Regions from separate parts of the Mus musculus genome. Here regions 1 and 2 are each linked to region 3. A link is a contact called in public Hi-C and promoter capture Hi-C data. All regions are on one chromosome and are shown on one strand. Each heading gives the region's core, a stretch centred on a gene start, on an enhancer-like site or on the middle of the called end of the contact. The rest is flanking DNA. Distances are from core to core; before and after follow the strand shown.

Region 1 (3,100 bases), core at 296-2,795, 950 kb before region 3:
ATTTGTTATCTGGGGCTGATTCATTCATGACCTCCCCAAAGCCTGGCCAAAGTTGAAGGCAGACAGGATAAGTAAAGGAGAAAAGGTGCAACGGAGGTGTGTGTGTGTGTGTGTGTGTGTGTGTGTGTGTGTGTGTATGTGTGTGTGTGTGTATGTGTGTGTGTGTGTATGTGTGTGTGTGTGTGTATATGTGTGTGTGTATGTGTGTGTGTATGTGTGTGTGTGTATCTATGTCTGTGTATGTGTCTACTTGTGTATATCTGTGTCTGTGTGTTTCAGACAAACAAATCAAAGCTAAGGTCATGGCAAGAAAAATTCTAATAGAGCCATAATAACATAAAATAAACTGTCTTCAGATGGACAAAAAATAAGATGAGTACAGGTGGGGGGCAGGGAGCTTGAGAAACTTATGCAACCCAAGGACCATTTCCATGTAGGAGACTATATTATTCTAACTAGACTGTGCCTGTCTAGATCCTGTCTGAATTCTTGCCAAAACTGAACCAAACACTCTACTGCTAAGCAGTTCCTGGGAGCCTGTCAGAAACGCAGACTATCAAGAGCCTCAGGAGACTTAGGCGGAGTAAATTTGTCATGGGGACTCATACTGGCCTCAAGCAAGGGGATAGAGCAATGCTCTCCCTGAAGCACCTTCCACTGTTGGAGCCCCAGGCTTTTCCTCCTGTTCCCAACCCACAAACTCACTACCCAAAGAAGCCATGGCTGTCAGCACAAGGCCTGACACACTGTGAAGGTTTAATACTGTATAAATTGTATAATGATCTTCTCTGGTTGGCTGACTGGGAAAAAGAGCAGCCAACCTAGGTATCTGCAAGGCAAACACACATACAGGGGCTCTGACTCACAACCTGTTTGGCACAGCTCGGTCCTCTGGGCTTCCGGAATCTCCCTTTCTGTACAAAACCTCCTCGGCAGATGTTTTAAAACAATGATCTGTGACAATGAGAGCTGTAAGCTACTTTCTCCTTACCTCGCAGAATTTTAAATTCACTGTTTAGAAGACCGTTGCATTTCATAGGCTAGGCATCATTTGGGAAGACATTTTTTGGGATCACATTCAATAACGGTGGCCTTTAAAGCTAGGCGTGTGTTACTAGGACAGGCAAGGGAAGTGTGAGAGCAAGCAGGTTCACCATCCAAAGTAACCTGGGGCCAGGGAGGGGGAGCACTAGTATCAGTGTGAGTGTATGCCAGTGGCCTATGGAGAGTGTGTCTTTGGGGGTGTTTTGTTTGTATTTTGTTTGTCTGAGGGGAAAAGTGGGTAATGAAGGAATTTAGGCCTCCTAGTGAATAGCAAGACAAGTGGTCCAGGCAGAGAGTATTAACATTAGCTGGGAGGTACAGTGCTAACTCCTGGGTGCAGATCCTAGTGCCTAGCCTGGCTAGAAGTGAACCGGCCCTCCGGGTGACAGCAGGGTGGGATTCCAAAGCCAGGGAGGGGCGGGCGGGCCGTGGGGCGGGCCGTGGGCGGGGCGGGGCGGGGCTGGAAGTCGACTCTCGGGCTGAGGCTGCCGCCGGAGAGGCATCCACAGCAGCGGAGCGGGCGGCCGAGCAGGAACGAGGCGGCGACAGCGGCTGCGACTCCGGTGAGCGTGGTGCGGACTCGGCTGGGGCGCGGCAGGGATCGCGGGCTGGGACTGGCAGGGAAAGGCGCTGCGGAGGCACAAGGGCCTCCCGGGCGCCGGATTTGGTGGAGCGGGGCGACTGTGGCTCTCTTCGTCCGGCTCGCGACGCCCTGCAGCCCCGGGCGAGGGAGGGAGGCAGCTAGCTCACGACTCGGTCTTGAACTGTTCTTCTTGGTTCCCGAACACAGAGGTCTGTGCGTCCATTGCTCCCTCTCTCCGGGTCTCTCTCCTGATTTTATTTCTTTTCCAGAAGAGTCCCTTCACCCTTCAACCACTCCCACCCCTACCGCCACCCCCCCGCCCCTCCCCCGAACCTTCATCTCCAAAGCTATTCTTCAGGAGACCCGCGATCTACCTCCTCCGGGTTCCCCTGCCAGGGCCATGCCTCTGCTCCCCATATTTCTGTAGCCCCAAGCGTGGATGAAGCCTGTTCTGGCCCCTGCACACCTGTACCCTTTTGCTGCCACCTGCCACAGAGGTGCTTAGCCAGCAGGCAAACTGCTGTGCCTAGGACCTCCTCGCCTCCGCGGTATTCACTCCCCCTCATGCCAGAACTCCTAACTAGAGTCCAGCAGGAGGAGACTTTTCCAAGCTGGAGCTTCGGGAACAATTTGACCCACTTCCCGAGGCACTGGTCTCAGGCCAGCCATGCTTTTTTGTAGACACACCTGTCTTATTTGCCAGCTGAGAGACTGGCAAGAACACCTTTTGACAAAAATGTGCCAGCCTGTCCCCTATTCCTTTTCCAAGCTGTTAAACTTCTTGGCCTATGTCCCCAGAGACGAGGTCTAGGGCATTTGCCATTTAAATCTGCTAAAGCTCTCACCCTCGCCCCCAACCTACATCTCTGTGACGATCCCCAGAATCCTGTCAGCCATTACTGGAAGAGGAAGGGTCCAGTACTGATAGAACCACCATTCTGAGTTTTTCTGGGCATGCTTTCTCCTCCTATGCGGGTGATTACCTGCCTACTTCTTAGAGAACCCCAGGCTCATAGGGCTCCCCTGAAGCCTAGTGGTTTTCTTATTAGAAACTTTCCCTACTCTGACCAATCATCACCTCTTCCAGATTGTCCCATGCTATCTGCACAGTGCTGAGTCTCCAGGGCTCAGGGAAAGCTGGGTTAGCACCATGCAGTTTGAGAACCTGTGCATAGCAGCAAGAGGAGGGTGGCTCCTAGCCAGGCCTCAGCTTTGGGAAGACCAGCCTGTTAGGATTGTTCCCAGTCAGACTAAATTTCACACACTGGTTGTGAGGGCTTCGTGTGAAGAGAGGAGGCAGACCAGGGGCTGTTTTTCCTGCCTGTTTCTGACTGTCTTGTGTTGCTATGGTGACAGTTTTGCCTCTTCCTCCCCCTGACTCTTCTGGGAGCTGGTTTTTATTGGTCTGTTGTCCTGTCTTTTATGGCTCTAATTTCTTCTTTCTACTTGCTCTGAAATAAACAGTCATAAACA
Region 2 (2,819 bases), core at 157-2,656, 800 kb before region 3:
CTTCTGAATAATAAGAGCTAGGTCTACTTTTGGTGACTATGAATCTCTTCCTAAAACAATAGTTGCTAGCCTTGGCTATTCATGAGGGTAACTCAAACAGCTTTAAAACATGTCCATGCCAAGCTTTCTTCCCAGGACTTTCCATTATTTGGTCTAGGCCATGTTACTGGAGAGAGAACTCTCCTTTTATGTTTACATACATGTTGCCTGAGCATACATGTCTGAGTTAAGCCAATAGACACTCTTAATGATGCATAGTTTCATTTACATGTAAGATATTATAAATCAGGGACTTAAACCACCAACCAAAGAGGACCCATGGCTCCAGCTGCATATGTAGCAGGGAAAGGCCTTATCTGGCATCAATAAGAGGGGAGGCCCTTCCTTGGTTTTGTGAAGACTTGATGCCCCAGAGTAGGGAAATGCTATGGCAGTGAGGTGGGAGTAGGTGGGTCAAGGAGCCCCCTCATAGAAGCAGGAAGAGGGGAATGCAATAGGGGGGTTGCAGAGGGGAAACGGGGAAAGTGGATAACATTTGAAATGTAAATAAATAAAATGTCCAATAAAAAAATTAAAAGAAAAATGAAAATTAAAAACAAGGATATTATAAATCTTTTTGCAATGTTAAAAAGAGAATATCTCCCCCCCACCACCACCACTGTTCTTTGGTAGTATAAATTTCCAAGAATGAGATTAGCAGAACAAAAACTAAGAAGAGTTTAAAAGCTCTTGCTATATATTGAGACATTGACCTCCAGAAGGTAGATGCCAATTTTTGTTCCCTAAATGTTTAAATATAAATGTCTATTGCCCACCTCCAAGTCAGCAGCGTTTTGCAGTCATGTGATGGAGTTCCCTGGGAGCTGATGAGCCTCCTATGACTGGAGGTGTTCAAGTGCTTCTAAGGGGCACTGGCTGAATGCAAACTGACAGATAGCTCTTTCCCAGTTTGTATAGAAAGCACAGGACTCACAAGGAACAATATTCATCTCCGGTCTCACTCATCTCCTGATGCTAGGAGATGCCATGGCCACAAGGTTCTTTTCTGGCCATCAGTATTGCCAACATAGCAAAGCAGGCTCAGAAGTGGCTGGGACTGGCATGTGTTGCTCCAGAAGCACTGTGGGTCAATCTGGGTAAAATTACAGGGGGACAATGAAGTGACAAAAAAATGGGGAAGGAATCCTTGAGTTTTCTTTAGGCTTACCTGTCTCTCAGCAAGAAGGCTCATCTGAAGTTTCAGATGGCTTTGCCAGTGGGTATATATGAAGTGCGTTTGGCAGGGACAGGGGAAATAACTCGAAATAATTCTAAAATATGTTGTCAATCTCTCCAAAGCAGACAGCTCAGGATAATGGGAAGAGCAGTGTGTGTAGAGTCAGACAGACTTGGCATTGAACCAAGACTTCTCCATATGTCTGCATGGAGTGTTTGCAAGATGCCTGCTTTCTCTGCACGGTAGTAAAGGGGTGTTAATAATATTCTCTGAGAAAGTAAGACAGCTACCATGATACTTTGAACCGAAAGCAAGGCAACTACCATGTCGATTTGCATGCAAAGCACCTGGCAGATATTTTGGCACATAGTTTAACAATCAATAAGACAGAATGAGCATTACATTATATTTAATATAGCATAATTGCACCTCCTACCACTGTAGTAATTAAATAGTGAAAATGTCAGCAATTATAGGATTAGAGCAATTGTGAAAGCAACTGCCTATTGGGGACCTACTATGTGTTAAGCTTTGAAAAATATAACTTCATATATTTACTTGCTGTCTTATAATTTTCTAAACAGTATATCTTCATAAGAAGCTAGATGAGCTAAACAAATTTTATAAAGTAGATAATGTGCTGCAAGAATGTATGTATGTGTGTGTGTGTGTGTGTGTGTGTGTGTGTGTGTTTAAGAGTATAAAGAGAGAAACTTTTGCCTTTGATTCTTTATGGAATGGTTTCAGTATTGCCATGGTTGTTGCCTTTATATTATAACTCAAATTCTTGAATATTTTTCAAATAAGACTCACCTAGTCCTGTTTAAGTCCCTTTTTCCAGTTTTTTGTAATACGATCTGATGTTGAAGATCCCATTGGAGATCTCAGTGCCTCTGATCTCAGGGTCTTCCTCTACGTCCTGAGAAGTACCTTATTGACTCCAGATCTCAGCAAATCCCTAAGGCCCACGTGGCTCGGTCTGTGGTAGGGAGAAACAACGCGCCTGTTTCCCAGGCCAGGTTCTGTTTACACTTCCTTGATCATGGATAATGATTTGTTTACCAGAGACATTCTGTCTTCATTAAACTCACTTCTGGACAATCAATAAAGGGACTAAGACAACAGGGTACATGTGTGTTTGAAGTGTACCAATCCTCCCTTGGTGAGACAGATCAAGACGCAGCCAAGGTTGTCTTGCACTGGCCTCTAGGACCTCTAGGACCTCTAGGATGTCAAATGTGCTACTTGGATTAAGAAAGGGCATCTTCACCTAGAGGAACATAAACAAAGTCTCAACAAATGACCGCCAGAAGCTTTGTCCACTGTACTTTATAGTCTAGGTGCTACCCACCCTCATTAAAACGCCACGTTTTAATTTCTTCCATGTTAAGTCAGTATACAAAGTAAAGGGTTTCATTATGACATTTTTATACATGTACAATATATGTGTAAAATATGCTTTATTTTTCACTCATCTCTCCCACTGACCCCCCCCCCGCCTCTGCCCACTTTTGCTGGTCCCCCACTACTCCTTAGATAGTCCCACTTTCTGCCTTCATATCACATATATTCTGTTATTGTCTTTTTGTCTCCACTTTCTCTC
Region 3 (3,088 bases), core at 277-2,776:
ATGGGAGCCAGATACTGAGGTAGCACACCCTAGGAGCCATTTTACAACTGATCAAATACAAATGCCTGTTCATCACTTTCTTGGGGGCAAAAGGTGGATATTTTTCTAACTTATAATATAGGAATTGGAGATTATTAATTTCAAAAAAAGAATGAAAGCTCCTTTTAACAACAAGCTGAAGACCTTCTCTGCACCCCATAACGGCAGGTGGGAAGGTTCTGGGGATCAGGGCCACTGCCCTGCGCCTTCCTGTCCAGAGCCCCAGGGGATCAAAAGGCGGAGAGAATGGGAGGCGATGCTTCTGCAGAAAGGCCCCTGGCTCTTGAAATGAATGACCAACTTCTTTAACAGACTTCTCCCTCCCGGCTCACATTCCCCATGGTTGGTGAGGCAGAAAATTCACAAGAACAAAGCTCTTGCCCTAAAAAGATCTTTTCAACTTAGGGTCAATTCCACATCTGAAGCTTCCCCGGGAACCACCTTTAAATTGAGACGAGGGGGAAAGCAGCTGTTGCCTTTGCGCCTGGGAGAACCACACACGAATGCGCACTAGTGTCTGCCTGCCCCACACACGCATTCTTCCTGGGAAATTCACACATGCAGAGGCCCAAGTAGCCTAAGGAGGCGGGGGAGTGCCCAGAGGACATGGGTGTCCAAATCCCTGGATTCCTTGTCCTACCATGGTGAGTTCAGGGTAACTTCTAGAAGCCTCCGCGTGATCTAGGCTCCCCTCACAACTCCTAATCAGCCAAGGAGATAATATGTGTGAAGACGAGGCCATCTTTCCTGGTCCTGGAACAGGTTACACTTCACGCCAGTTTGAGCATGTGGCAGCATCTGTCCCACTGAGTATTATCGGGGTTCCCTTCTCTTCCAGCCTCTCAGGATCCAGAGTTCATTAACATCAATATTGTTCACATTTTACTCACAGGGAATGGCAGAAATCTATGTTCTACATGGAGTTAGGACCTTGAACTCTGTTCCTAACCTATCACTCTGGGAGTCGGCGGGGGTGGGGGTGGGGAGAAGGCTGGGTCTGGGGGCTCCCTTTGATCAGATCCATCTGAGGAGGGGCCAGTCCTGGCTATAATAAGCAGTATCCATCGCCCTGGGAATCCAGACAGGGACAGGGCAGATGAGTTCCCACCCGGTGCCCAGGGCCAGGCCAAGGTGATCAAGTCTCTCTCCAGCCAGAAGCACCATCCCTCCGGCTCCAGGGTAATAAACTGAGTGTCAGGGCTGGAGCTGTAACCCGGTTCATTTCTGGGCCAAATCTCTGAAGCTGAGGGTTTATTTTTAAGGCCTAGCAGTTTGCTGTTTCCAGCTTCTCTCATCAGAAATTGTGCGATTCAGCTCGATCTGCATTGGAAGCATAATTTATCATTGTTCACAGATGGTGGCGAAGGATGGGGAGGAGTGTGCTTTTCATTTTAGTTCAGCAAACATTTCCGGAGCCTTTCTTGTGTGCCAGGCGCAGAGTAAAAGCACTAGGGATGTGCAAATGAGTGACAGGAGTTCCTGCTCCTTGAGCGCTTACAGGCTAAGCAGGGAGCAGGAGGTGCAGCCTGATCATCGACACCAACTCTGCCTCCCTCCAGAATCTTCCTTCTGACTTTCCCTATTGAAGTCACCTTGGGAAAATGAGCTCATCTCTTTCTAAACAGAGCTTTGCCAGCTTTGTCAATCTCTGTGAAACACGAATCTCTGGTTCCATCGATTTTCTTCTGTTGTTTCCATTTTTTGTTTATTAACATTTGCTCTAATCTTTGTTGTTTCCTTCCGCCTGCATGCTTTGGGATTTATTTTTTCTCTTTATTCCCCCTAGTTCCTTAAGATGGGAATTTAACATGAGATTCTCTTTTTATCTTGAATTTAAAAAATTATGTGTATGTACGAGTGCCTGCATGTATGTATGTGTACCATGTGTGTGCCTAGTGTCCTCTGAAGCCCAAAGGGGAGTCGGATCCCCTAGAACTGGAGTTATGAGTGGGTTCTGGGAACCACGTTCAGATCCTCTGCAAGAGCAGCAGGCACTCGCTCTGAAGCCCTGAGCCGTCTCCCTAGCTCCCCTCTTTCCCATTTAATACAACGATTCACAGCTATAAATTTCCCTCTAGCCACTGCTTTAGCTTCTTCCCCTAGCTGTCTTTACCATTTCTGTTTTCACCTTTCTCAGAGCAGTTTCTAATTTCTCTCAGGATTTCATCTTTGACATGGCAGCTCCATCTCTTCCTTGTGCTTGTTTACTGCTATGATGCTCTCTGTTGTTGACTTCCAAGTTCGGTCCAGTGTGTTTGGTGCCCGTGTAGCTCAAAGTCTTTTGAGCAGACTGAGGCATGTCTATGGACTACCATATCCTGGGGAATGCTCCCTGTGTCCTAGAGGGATATGTATTCTGTTGTTGGGGCCTCTAAAGATAGAGTCTTCTCAGCCTATATTCTGCTAGTTATAATTAAGTCTTTCCAGTTCTGGTTGAAAACCAGGTATTGAAGTATCCAACTAGTATTCTTGAATTTTTACCTTGTTACTTTAAACCACAGTTTCCTTAAAGGACAATAATTATTCCTGCTTTACAGAGGGGTAAAGAATTTAAAATACACTGGGTGGTGGTACGTACCTTTAATTCTAGCACTTGGGAGGTAGTGGCAAACAGATCTGTGAGTTCAAGGCCAGCCTGGTCTACAGAACAAGTTCTAGGATAGATAGAAATAGATAGACAGACAGAAGATGGGTGGGTGGTTGGTGGATGGAGAGAGAGAGAGAGAGAGAGAGAGAGAGAGAGAGAGAGAGAGAGAGAGAGAGAGACTGTGCACGGTGAGTACTGCTGCAGTGGCTCTGGATGATTGGCAGTGCACAGTGGTGGGGAGAAAGCTTTCCATCCAGTAGCTAGCTGGTTCTGGGTTACATCAACATACTTTCAGTCTGGAAAACACAACCCCCCTAAAGGAGACAGTCACGGCTCAGCCCTGTATGACTCTACAGCCTAATTTCCAAGATGTACATATCTCCCATCTTAAAAAAAAAATCACGAAACTTACAAGCTAACATATTCTAACCTGTCATCCGAACTCTGCTAGCTGGATCATCA

The links. Promoter capture Hi-C pulls out the DNA fragments that hold promoters and counts their contacts. A called contact is a pair of places that touch in the nucleus more often than the background predicts.
Region 1: a contact with region 3 is called in a promoter capture Hi-C map of hippocampal neurons, with 4 times the contacts expected there. The contact joins the promoter of Cyria here to the enhancer-like site in region 3. A contact is called at or near these places in 9 of 39 promoter capture datasets (the 3T3-L1 cell line, cranial neural crest, frontonasal cranial neural crest and 5 more), 1 of 15 datasets of contacts at CTCF or cohesin (large pre-B cells) and 7 of 115 datasets of contacts at active chromatin or transcription factors (astrocytes, embryonic basal ganglia, embryonic forebrain and 4 more).
Region 2: a contact with region 3 is called in a Hi-C map of ventral hippocampal neurons, with 2.9 times the contacts expected there. The contact joins two enhancer-like sites. A contact is called at or near these places in 1 of 39 promoter capture datasets (embryonic stem cells), 7 of 15 datasets of contacts at CTCF or cohesin (CD8 T cells, the NIH/3T3 cell line, embryonic stem cells and 3 more), 107 of 484 Hi-C or Micro-C datasets (the 63-12 cell line, the AML12 cell line, B cells and 70 more), 13 of 115 datasets of contacts at active chromatin or transcription factors (PVALB interneurons, SST interneurons, bone marrow-derived macrophages and 10 more) and 1 of 9 other capture datasets (embryonic stem cells).

Annotation. Positions count from the first base shown.
Region 1 is chr12:12,260,632-12,263,731 of GRCm38.p6, forward strand. It overlaps Cyria (CYFIP related Rac1 interactor A), which reads left to right and starts at 1,546. Exons shown (of 12, transcript NM_001146119.2): 1 at 1,546-1,607.
Region 2 is chr12:12,407,840-12,410,658 of GRCm38.p6, forward strand. No RefSeq gene overlaps it. Among named protein-coding and RNA genes, the nearest start is that of Gm34489, 12 kb to the right of the region's middle. Within about 2 kb of position 1,407, at least 9 of the 459 cell types and tissues checked have an H3K27ac peak or open chromatin away from gene starts, as enhancers often do. A contact at or near this core is called in hippocampal excitatory neurons, motor cortex and ventral hippocampal neurons, where this site is marked.
Region 3 is chr12:13,208,760-13,211,847 of GRCm38.p6, forward strand. No RefSeq gene overlaps it. Among named protein-coding and RNA genes, the nearest start is that of Gm24208, 29 kb to the left of the region's middle. Within about 2 kb of position 1,527, at least 41 of the 459 cell types and tissues checked have an H3K27ac peak or open chromatin away from gene starts, as enhancers often do. A contact at or near this core is called in hippocampal excitatory neurons, hippocampal neurons, motor cortex and 1 more, where this site is marked.